2 separate regions of the Pan troglodytes genome follow, and region 1 is linked to region 2. Evidence: chromatin contacts called from public HiChIP or PLAC-seq data. All regions are on one chromosome and are shown on one strand. Each heading gives the region's core, a stretch centred on a gene start, on an enhancer-like site or on the middle of the called end of the contact. The rest is flanking DNA. Distances are from core to core; before and after follow the strand shown. Region 1 holds the start of LOC107974423. Region 2 holds the start of GAB1 (GRB2 associated binding protein 1).

What was found. HiChIP or PLAC-seq counts read pairs in DNA pulled down with a chosen protein or histone mark.
Region 1: a contact with region 2 is called in an H3K4me3 HiChIP or PLAC-seq map of stem cell-derived excitatory neurons, with 4 times the contacts expected there. The contact joins the promoter of LOC107974423 here to the promoter of GAB1 in region 2. A contact is called at or near these places in 1 of 7 Hi-C or Micro-C datasets (stem cell-derived neural progenitor cells) and 1 of 1 datasets of contacts at active chromatin or transcription factors (stem cell-derived excitatory neurons).

Annotation. Positions count from the first base shown.
Region 1 is chr3:144,969,799-144,974,253 of NHGRI_mPanTro3-v2.0_pri, reverse strand. LOC107974423 reads left to right here and starts at 1,848. Exons shown (of 2, transcript XM_016952276.2): 1 at 1,848-2,379; 2 at 2,473-2,573. The coding sequence starts at 1,848. The coding sequence ends at 2,573. SMARCA5 (SWI/SNF related, matrix associated, actin dependent regulator of chromatin, subfamily a, member 5) reads right to left here and starts at 1,987. Exons shown (of 24, transcript NM_001271659.1): 1 at 1,596-1,987. The coding sequence starts at 1,772.
Region 2 is chr3:144,790,174-144,794,073 of NHGRI_mPanTro3-v2.0_pri, reverse strand. It overlaps GAB1 (GRB2 associated binding protein 1), which reads right to left and starts at 2,274. Exons shown (of 10, transcript XM_003310530.7): 1 at 1,419-2,274. The coding sequence starts at 1,490.

The DNA.
Region 1 (4,455 bases), core at 599-3,098, 180 kb before region 2:
TATACTCACGTTTGAACTTAAAATCAATTTTCATTTAAAATAGCAACTTCAAGTCAAAAATGTTGACTTGCTTTAGGCTTAAAATTACTCTGCATTCAGATATTAATAAAACCCCTGGTGAAACATTCATTTTTCCAAAGTTTGGATGGCAGACCCCTTTGAGAAGCTGAGGAAAACTATAAACAGATTTTTGTAGAGAACTGCACATTTACACATAATTGCTTTGTGTCAAACCCCTTAAGCCTTGGAACAGAAATCCAAGTTAAAGAGCCCTAGTAACCCAAAAGAACCATTTCCTTAAGGAAAAAAAGGCAACACTGAATATATTTTAATTTGAAAGTAATCTTATCTTAATCACTCAAAACTACAGGAACTATCAGGAGTTCCTATGTCACTAAACCTACCCTCACCACTAAAAGTTCTTTAAATGATTACTAACATTAATGTTACTTAACCCCAGCTACCCAAATATAACTACTGTGCCAAAAGCCTCAATGGTAAATTACGCTACCATTTCCTTACTGTATAATGATTCTGCATCAAGACTCATCTTCGGAGCAGTATTACTTTCATTCTGTCTAAGGATAGGAAAATCCCAGAAATCTTTAGGCTCCGACTTACAAAATATCTCAAAACAGGTCGAAGGCCAAGAAAATAAAAATTGGAAGGAGCAATTACTTTGTCCCCAGATGCAAAGCCTGGAAGCATATCCAATTTACCCGCCTGGCAGCTTCCCCCATCTTTCCAGCCCCCTCAGTACTGTCAGCATCCCCTGCCCAACCCAAACCCATAAGTCTCGGCAGCGAGTGGTACTAATTTTTTTTTTCTTAAGGCCAGAGGCCAAAAAGAGAAAAGTGCCGGATTGAGAGCCAACCAACTGCGCCTGGTTCTCTAATTCATTCCTACACTTATTCATCCCCCCTAAATTAGATGGGGGATCCGAGACAGCTGCTGCTGCCTTGGTTGCTTCCCTTCCAGTGGAATAGTGCCTGGGAGGGGCCTTCTCTCCCTTCACAGAAGCAGCTGCGCCCCGCTTATCCCCACTGCGCACTCGGCCATCCAGCTCTCGCCATTGTTTCTGCCCACAACAGATACCGCCCCTGCAAGGACCGGGAAGAAGAAAAGGAGGCCCAAGTCCTCGGACGCGCTGCTTTTAAATGCCTCCTTCACCCCGCCCGTGCATCCCGCTCCTAAGGGGTCATCTCCTCGCCCTTCCCCGAAGTTTGGTGGAAACTAAAAACCACATTCAGAGGTAGGAGAGGGAATTATGGGAGTCTAGTGGGAAAAAAACGATGGGTCCCCCGGGCCACGGTAACCAAGAACATCTGTTCACTGAGAGCGTTCAAAGATTTGTCAAGATTCACGAAAGAGACAAATAATTTAAATGTGAGGAGCCAGAAATCCATTTTGCTTGGCTCGAATAGGTTAAGAACAAGGGAGCAAGAGTGAGAGCATCATTTCGTATCCACAGGGTGTGAAGCTGAGTCTGGTGCAGAGAGAGAAACCCGGCTCTGCGTCCGATCGCCACGATCCGGCGAGGGAGCCAGCTCCTCCTCCCCGCTGCACCCGCTCCCCATGCCGCAAGTCGCCCTCACCTCCATCTCGGCGTCTGCGGGACCCGCGCTGGCCGCAGACGCAACCGCCTGCGCCGCGACGCCTTCGGAGCCGCCTTTGTTGCTGCTGTTGCTCCCGCCGCTGGCGATCGAGGCTGCGGGCTTGGAAGGCGCGCTCTCGGGAGGCGGGGGTGGCGGAGGCTCGGCCGCGGACGACATGATGTTCCGTCTGCGTCACCCGCTGCTGCCAGAGGCCCGAGTCCGGCGGGGATGGACGGGGAGGCCTAGGCCTGGATGCTACGTCGCAATAAACTGGTGGAGGAGCGAGACTCCCACCCGAGCGCTCCCCTGCGCCGCGCCTCCGCGACGGGCCTGAGCCGGACCCAGGAGCTGCACACTCCCAAACGTTCTGCTCTTCCGCGGGGCTCTAGGTTCCACCGGCGCTTACCTCACGGCGGGAATCACGTCGACGGGGGTGGGCGGGGCCAGACGGGTCACCGAGGTCAAGGAAGGCCGGCTGATTTAGAGAAGGGCGGAGGGTTGGGGGGAGGGAAAAGGAAAACGAAAGAGAGACTGAGGCTGGGAAAACGCTTCGCCGCCTCCTCCTCTTCCTCTGGAAGATATCATCTATCTCGCCAGCATCCAGGACGACTACCTACGCCACCGACTTTCAACACTCGCGAGATTCCTTATTGGCTCACTGACTGGGTCCTGAGCGCGCATGCGCATACTGCCCTCCTCACCCTTGGCCCGCCCTCTTCCAGACCTCTAGCCGGCTCGGGAGAGAAGAGTGGGCGGGACCTCCAGGGAGCGCTCGGAGGCGTAGGTTTGTGAGCCGGCTGCTTGGCAGGACGCGAGCTCAGTGTTTTAGGCTTTCATAACGGCTGATGGTTCTCGCTGTGTCTTCTGTGCCTGACAGGGGTCGGCGGCACTACCGGAAAACTTGCCTGGGTTTTGCGCTGCCCATTCAAACGTGGAAGTCTTGTGTCTGGCCCCAAAACTTCTGCCGTATCCGCTTAGAGGCGTGACGCCACAGCCTTGACGACGTTATGGTTACCCCAAGTGAAGTCTCACGGTTTTTTGTTGTTAGAAAAAAAAAAAGTCCGTTAGTGTGATTTTTTCTTTTTTCTTTTTTCTTTTTTTTTTTTTTTTTTTGCCTTCTCATGTTAGCTGCGTCGGTTATTTCTAAATACCCTCCTTAGGCACAGAGTTAAATGATATTTCTTCTGAATTTATATGCCAAAGTTAAGCAAATAACGTGCACACTACCATGGAAGTGAGAAACACGAATAATCAATATATGGGGAAGATAGGTGGTGCGATGTAATCTTTTCCCCAAGCATCAAACATGAAAATTAAAACGTACATTCTCCTTAAGTGTTAACAAATATTCAGCACTGATTTTGTATACTGCCTTAGGCAGCCTTCAATGCAGCTTAAGGGCCTTGTGCATTCATCGCCTACAGAATTTAAATACATTGTAGTCTGTTTGATAACGAATCTGCATACTACAGTAGATTACCTGCCCAGTACAGGATCTTATTTATCTTTTTTTATTCCTCATACTCAGTATTCTCTAAATGTTTGTTGAGTAAAGGAGACACATTTTTCAAGAGTTGAGGTTTGAGCTAACTGGTTATGTTGAATTCCAAACAGAAGGGATCCCCTTTGAATATATAGCCTGCAAATTTTTTAACTAATGGAATGATAATTCTTAAATGGACATCTGGAAAAATGTCCCCACTCCACTAGAAATGCTAGTTCTTAGACTATAAGGAAATGTCTAAGGATATATGCAAAGATGAATACCTACAATGATGTTCATCATAGTCTTCATATATAACTGCAAAAAGCTAACAACAGTAGGCTGAATCCAGTATTAAAAGTTATGTCTTTAAAACTGTCATACACCCAGAAAATGAACTATTAACCTTTAACAACCATTAATGTAGAATAATGGTTGTTTTGTGTTGTTTTGTTTTCAGACAGTTTCTGTCGCCCAGGCTCAGTGCGGTGGCGTGATCTCGGCTCACTGCATCTCCAACTCCCAGGTTCAAAGGATTCTCATGACTTAACCTCCGGAGTAGCTGGAATTACAGGCGTGCACCACCACGCCTGGCTAATTTTTGTATTTTCAGTAGAGACAGGGTTTTGCTGTTTTGGCCAGGCTAGTCTCAAACTCCTGGTCTCAAGTGATCTGCTCGCCTAGGCCTCCTAAAGTGCTGGGGTTACAGGCGTGAGCCACCGCACCTAGCCAAAGAATGTTAATTTATAAAGTGTTAACTGAAAAATTTGGTTTAACAGTTCAAAAATGTAGATAAAAGTTGGAAGCATATTTACAAAAGTATTGAAACTGATCGTTGCTGGTTTTTTGTTTTTGTTTGTTTGTTTGTTTTTTGACAGTGGCTTGCCCTGTCTCCTAGGCTGCAGTGCAGTGTCACAGTCGTGACTCACTGCAGCCTCAGCCTCCTGGGGTCCAGCAATTCTCCCACCTCAGCCTCCCAAGTAGCTGGGACTACAGGTGCATGCCACCAAGCCCAGCTAATTTTTGTATTTTTTGGGTGTAAACGGGGATCGCCATGTTGCCCATACTGGTCCTGAACAACAATTAGGGCTCAAGACATCTACCTGCCTCAGTCTCTCAAAGTAATGGGATTACAGGTGAGAGCCACTGTGCCAGACTGCCGAATTTGCCTATTATTGTATTAAGAAAACTTTTTTTTTTAAATTTCAGCTTTACTGAGGTATAATTCACAAAATTATATATATTTAAGGCATACGATGTGATGTTTTGATATATAAACACATTGTGAAATGATTACCGCAATCAAGCTAATAAGCATATACATCACCTCTTATATTTACTGCCTGCCAGCATGGTGAGAACATTTAAGATTTACTC
Region 2 (3,900 bases), core at 1,025-3,524:
AAACACTGCCTCGCTCATATTTTTGGAATAAAGTTAGCATTTTTACTAGGATATTCAGGAAAACTGATAGATGGACAGGATTTGGAGGCATTACACATCTCTGGAGAGCTTTCTTATGATTTGTGGCATCGAGTCTTTCAATAAAATTACTTGTCTATAATAAATTCTGGCAGAAAGTAAATCAGAAATTCACTGGTGAGTTGTCAGTGAAGTTAAATACTTCACTCTGTGTACTTCACTCTGTTCTATACAAGCAAACAGTGACTAACAGGATTAACCTGAGCTCTAATACTGGGTGTAGATATTCCTCAACGACAAACGGGTTCCCTTCGTACAGGCATTAAATTTATATTATATTTAAGGGGGCATAAATTTTGCTTTTGCAAACACATTTTACTAGAAAAATATTCGATCCAGATGTCAGCACAAAAGTGTCATTTCTTTCCTTTGCAAGGGAGCAGCAACAAAACAACCAATGGGGAGGAAGAATAAGATCCCAGGTCTCTGAAGAGGACACAGGTTTCCACTAAAGCAAGGTTGATACTTTCAAGGAATATTTTTCCTAACAGCTAAAACGGTTTAACACATAGCATCTTGTATCAATTACACAAACACCATTAAAGCCACTCTGGTTCCCTGGGAAAGGACCGCAACTGAAATCCCTTCTGGCTTCAGCTGTCCCCTCCTGCCGAGTTTGACAGCACATCCAAGGCGCCCAAACACCAGCCACTAGGCTCCCCCCAGCGCCCTCCTCTCGCAGCAAACCGCCAAGGCTCCCGGGCCAAACTCCAAAGTCCCTCAATTCAAAACCGCGAAAATGTGAACCCTGCTAAGCAAACGGCAGGGCGCGTAATAACTTTTCTTTCTTTCCCTTTTGCGCGCGTTCGATATGCTTGTCTCTACTACCAACTCCTCAGCTCCACAGCCCGCTTCCCGCAACCCATCTCGAGGGGCGGAGGAGAGGGAGCGCCCACCAAAGAAAGGGCTAGTGAGCCCTAAAACCTCGGCAGTTTTCCCGGTGCGGGAGCTTTAGCACACATCAGCCCAATAATCAGATGCAGGAATAAAGCAGGAAGAAGGCTCCTCTCTCCATCGCACCCCATCCTTCCTAAGGAAGAAGAAAAGCATGCAGCAGGAGTTTAGCTGGACGTCTAGGTCCTTTTATGGGGCGAACAGGCCCGCAAAGCAGGCTGTCTGGAACCTGGAGGAAGAAAGTTGTCCGGCCAAGTGGATGCCTGGGCGTGAGGGAGTGCAAGGCACCGGGTCCCGAGCCCGCCAGGGGTAGGGGCCAAGGGGAAAGAGACCGGCATTCGTTTAAGAACCAGCCCAGAGCGCGGCCAGCTGCAGCCGCCGGCGAGCCGACTGGGGAGGGGTGTGGACGCCGAGGCCCGCGGAGTGGTGCCCGCAGCTCTACTTACATAACGCTTCAACTTTTTCTCCGGGGGGGACTTGCGGAGCCATCCGGAGCAGACCACTTCACCACCGCTCATGGTGCGCGCGTCTCGGGCTCCGGGCCGGGCAGCTGAGGGGCGGCGGGCGCGCTCCCGACACAGCCGACGCCTGCCGAGCGCGCAGCGGCGAGAACCTAGCTCTCCTGGTCGCGCACCCCGGACGGACTGGGCGGACAGGCTCCACGGTGCGCGGGTTCCACGAGTTCGAGTCTCTCCTCAGCAGGCCCACGAACCTGAACAGAACGCGAGCCGGGGCCGCGGGCGCGCCAGCCTCCTTTCAGTGCGCCCGCCTCGCCTCCAGACGTGCCGTCTCGCCAGCTGCCTCAGCAGCGCTCGGACTCAGCGGGACTCTGCCCCGACTCGGTGCCGGAGCCTCTGTCCTTTGCGCTCCGCCCCCTAGGGACAAGACCTCCCCAGAGCGCTTTCCGAAACAGACACAGCGCTGCACACACACACACACACAATGCCCTGCGCGGTGCCCGCTCGCCCGCCCGCCCGCCCTCGGTTTCGATGCGCCCGGAGTGATCCTCCTTCTCTCTCCTCGGGGGAGGGTGGGTCACTTCGCGGCGCTCGGGGAACGCCGAGGAAAGGGGAAGCCGCGAGCCGCCTACGGGCAGCGGGCGCGGGGCTGGTCCCGGGTCACAGAGGGAGCCGCAGGGTTGGCAGCGAAGCGCGGGGCGTTTCTGAGCGGCGGGCGCAGGGAGGTCGCAGGTCAAGCCGGAGGGTGGGTCCGCTCTCGCGGCCGCCGAAGAGGGCGGGGAGCAGCAGAGGAACGAGGCGCTTGGCGGCTTGGCTCCTGGGAGGGATCCCGCTGTCCCGTCCCCTCGCGCTCCTCCCCCGCCGCCTCCCCCACCCCGGGGCGCGCGGCAGGTCCTGAGCGGCTCGGCCCCAGATCCCGATCCCTCCCTCCCTCTCCCGGCAGCCGGGCTCCCTCTTCCTCCCTTTCCTCCTCCCCTTCCCACGTTCAGGCCCGGCTCTGGTTTCTGCCCAGACTTTCTCTGAAACTCCGCCGGAGTGCTTCCAGCCAAAACAACAAGGGCCGGGGGAGGAGACGGACGAAGGGAGGGAGCAAGGGAGGGAGGGAGCGCGAGTCCGAGAGGCACCCTGGGATCTGTAGTTCGGGAAGCAGGAGCAGGGTCCTCCGCCGTCCGGCGGCCCCCAGTCGGCTCCTCGCTCGGGAAGACCGCAGAGGCCTCGGCTAGGGCAGAGGCACCGGGGCTTGGGCGCGGGGAAGACTGAGGGACATTCGAATGTTCAGTCCGGGGCTTGCCATCTTGACTCAGCCCGGTGCCAGTTCGGAGCCTGTGCTGTGCTCGAGATCAGGAGTTTCGAGGGTTTTCTTTACTTGAGAGCCTGAAAGGCAAAGCCGCGGGGAGACCACCATCCTGCCGGTCCCCGCCGCGCGAGATTAAAGGACAGACCAAGAGGGCGCGGGAGCTACCAGCTTGGAGGGGAGGACAGATGGGGACCCAGGGCTGGCCAGGGCTGGTCTCTGGAGCTGTTCTGCCAGAGTGATGGGGGCGCTTGGCGAGGCCAAGGATTTGGTTGGGTCCTATCTCTGGGACATTTTGAAGTCTCACACCCCTTCCATTTGTTGCCTATTCCACTTAACTTTGTATTTGTTTGAAATCTACTGTTCGGATGCTGGACTAGAAGAGGGACACTTGGCCGGGCGCGGTGGCTCACGCCTGTAATCCCAGCACTTTGGGAGGCCGAGGCGGGCGGATCAACTGAGGTCGGGAGTTCAAGACCAGCCTGACCAACATGGAGAAACCCAGTCTCTACTAAAAATACAAAAATTAGCCGGGCGTAGTGGCGCGCGCCTATAATCCCAGCTACTCGGGAGGCTGAGACAGGAAAATAGCTTGAACCCGGGAGGCGGAGATTGCGGTGAGCCGAGATCGCGACACTGCGCTCCAGCCTGGGCAACAAGAGCAAAACTCCGTCAAAAAAAAAAAAAAAAAAAAAAAAAGAGAGAGAGAGAAAGAAGGAAGGAAATTTACTGGGTACCCTAGTTCTATTTGCCTACTTCCTTGTGTGTTTCACAATTATTATACTGGTCCTGAGTTTAACATGATTCTGTAATAGAAACATCTTCTCCAATTTATTTGTGAAAAAGCCCCAAAGCAAATTTCAGCAGGTAATATAATCAGATAAAAGTGCTAAAAATATGACGACATAAATGAGCATTTCTGGAAAGACATAACTTCAGTCATTTTCTTATTAACACAACATTCATATTCTGAAGCTCCTCTGAGTTTGAAAATGTTAGATGATTGTAATAAGAAATTAGGTGCTGGAGTGGTGACAAGACAAAGGTCCCTGCATATATGGAGGTAGTGGCATAGGGTAGTAAGCAAATAAAGGGTCAACAAAACTACAGATTGAGACTCAGTCTCAAAAAAGAAAAATCTGAAAAAGCCTGGTTCCCACTGGGGTTTAGAGACCT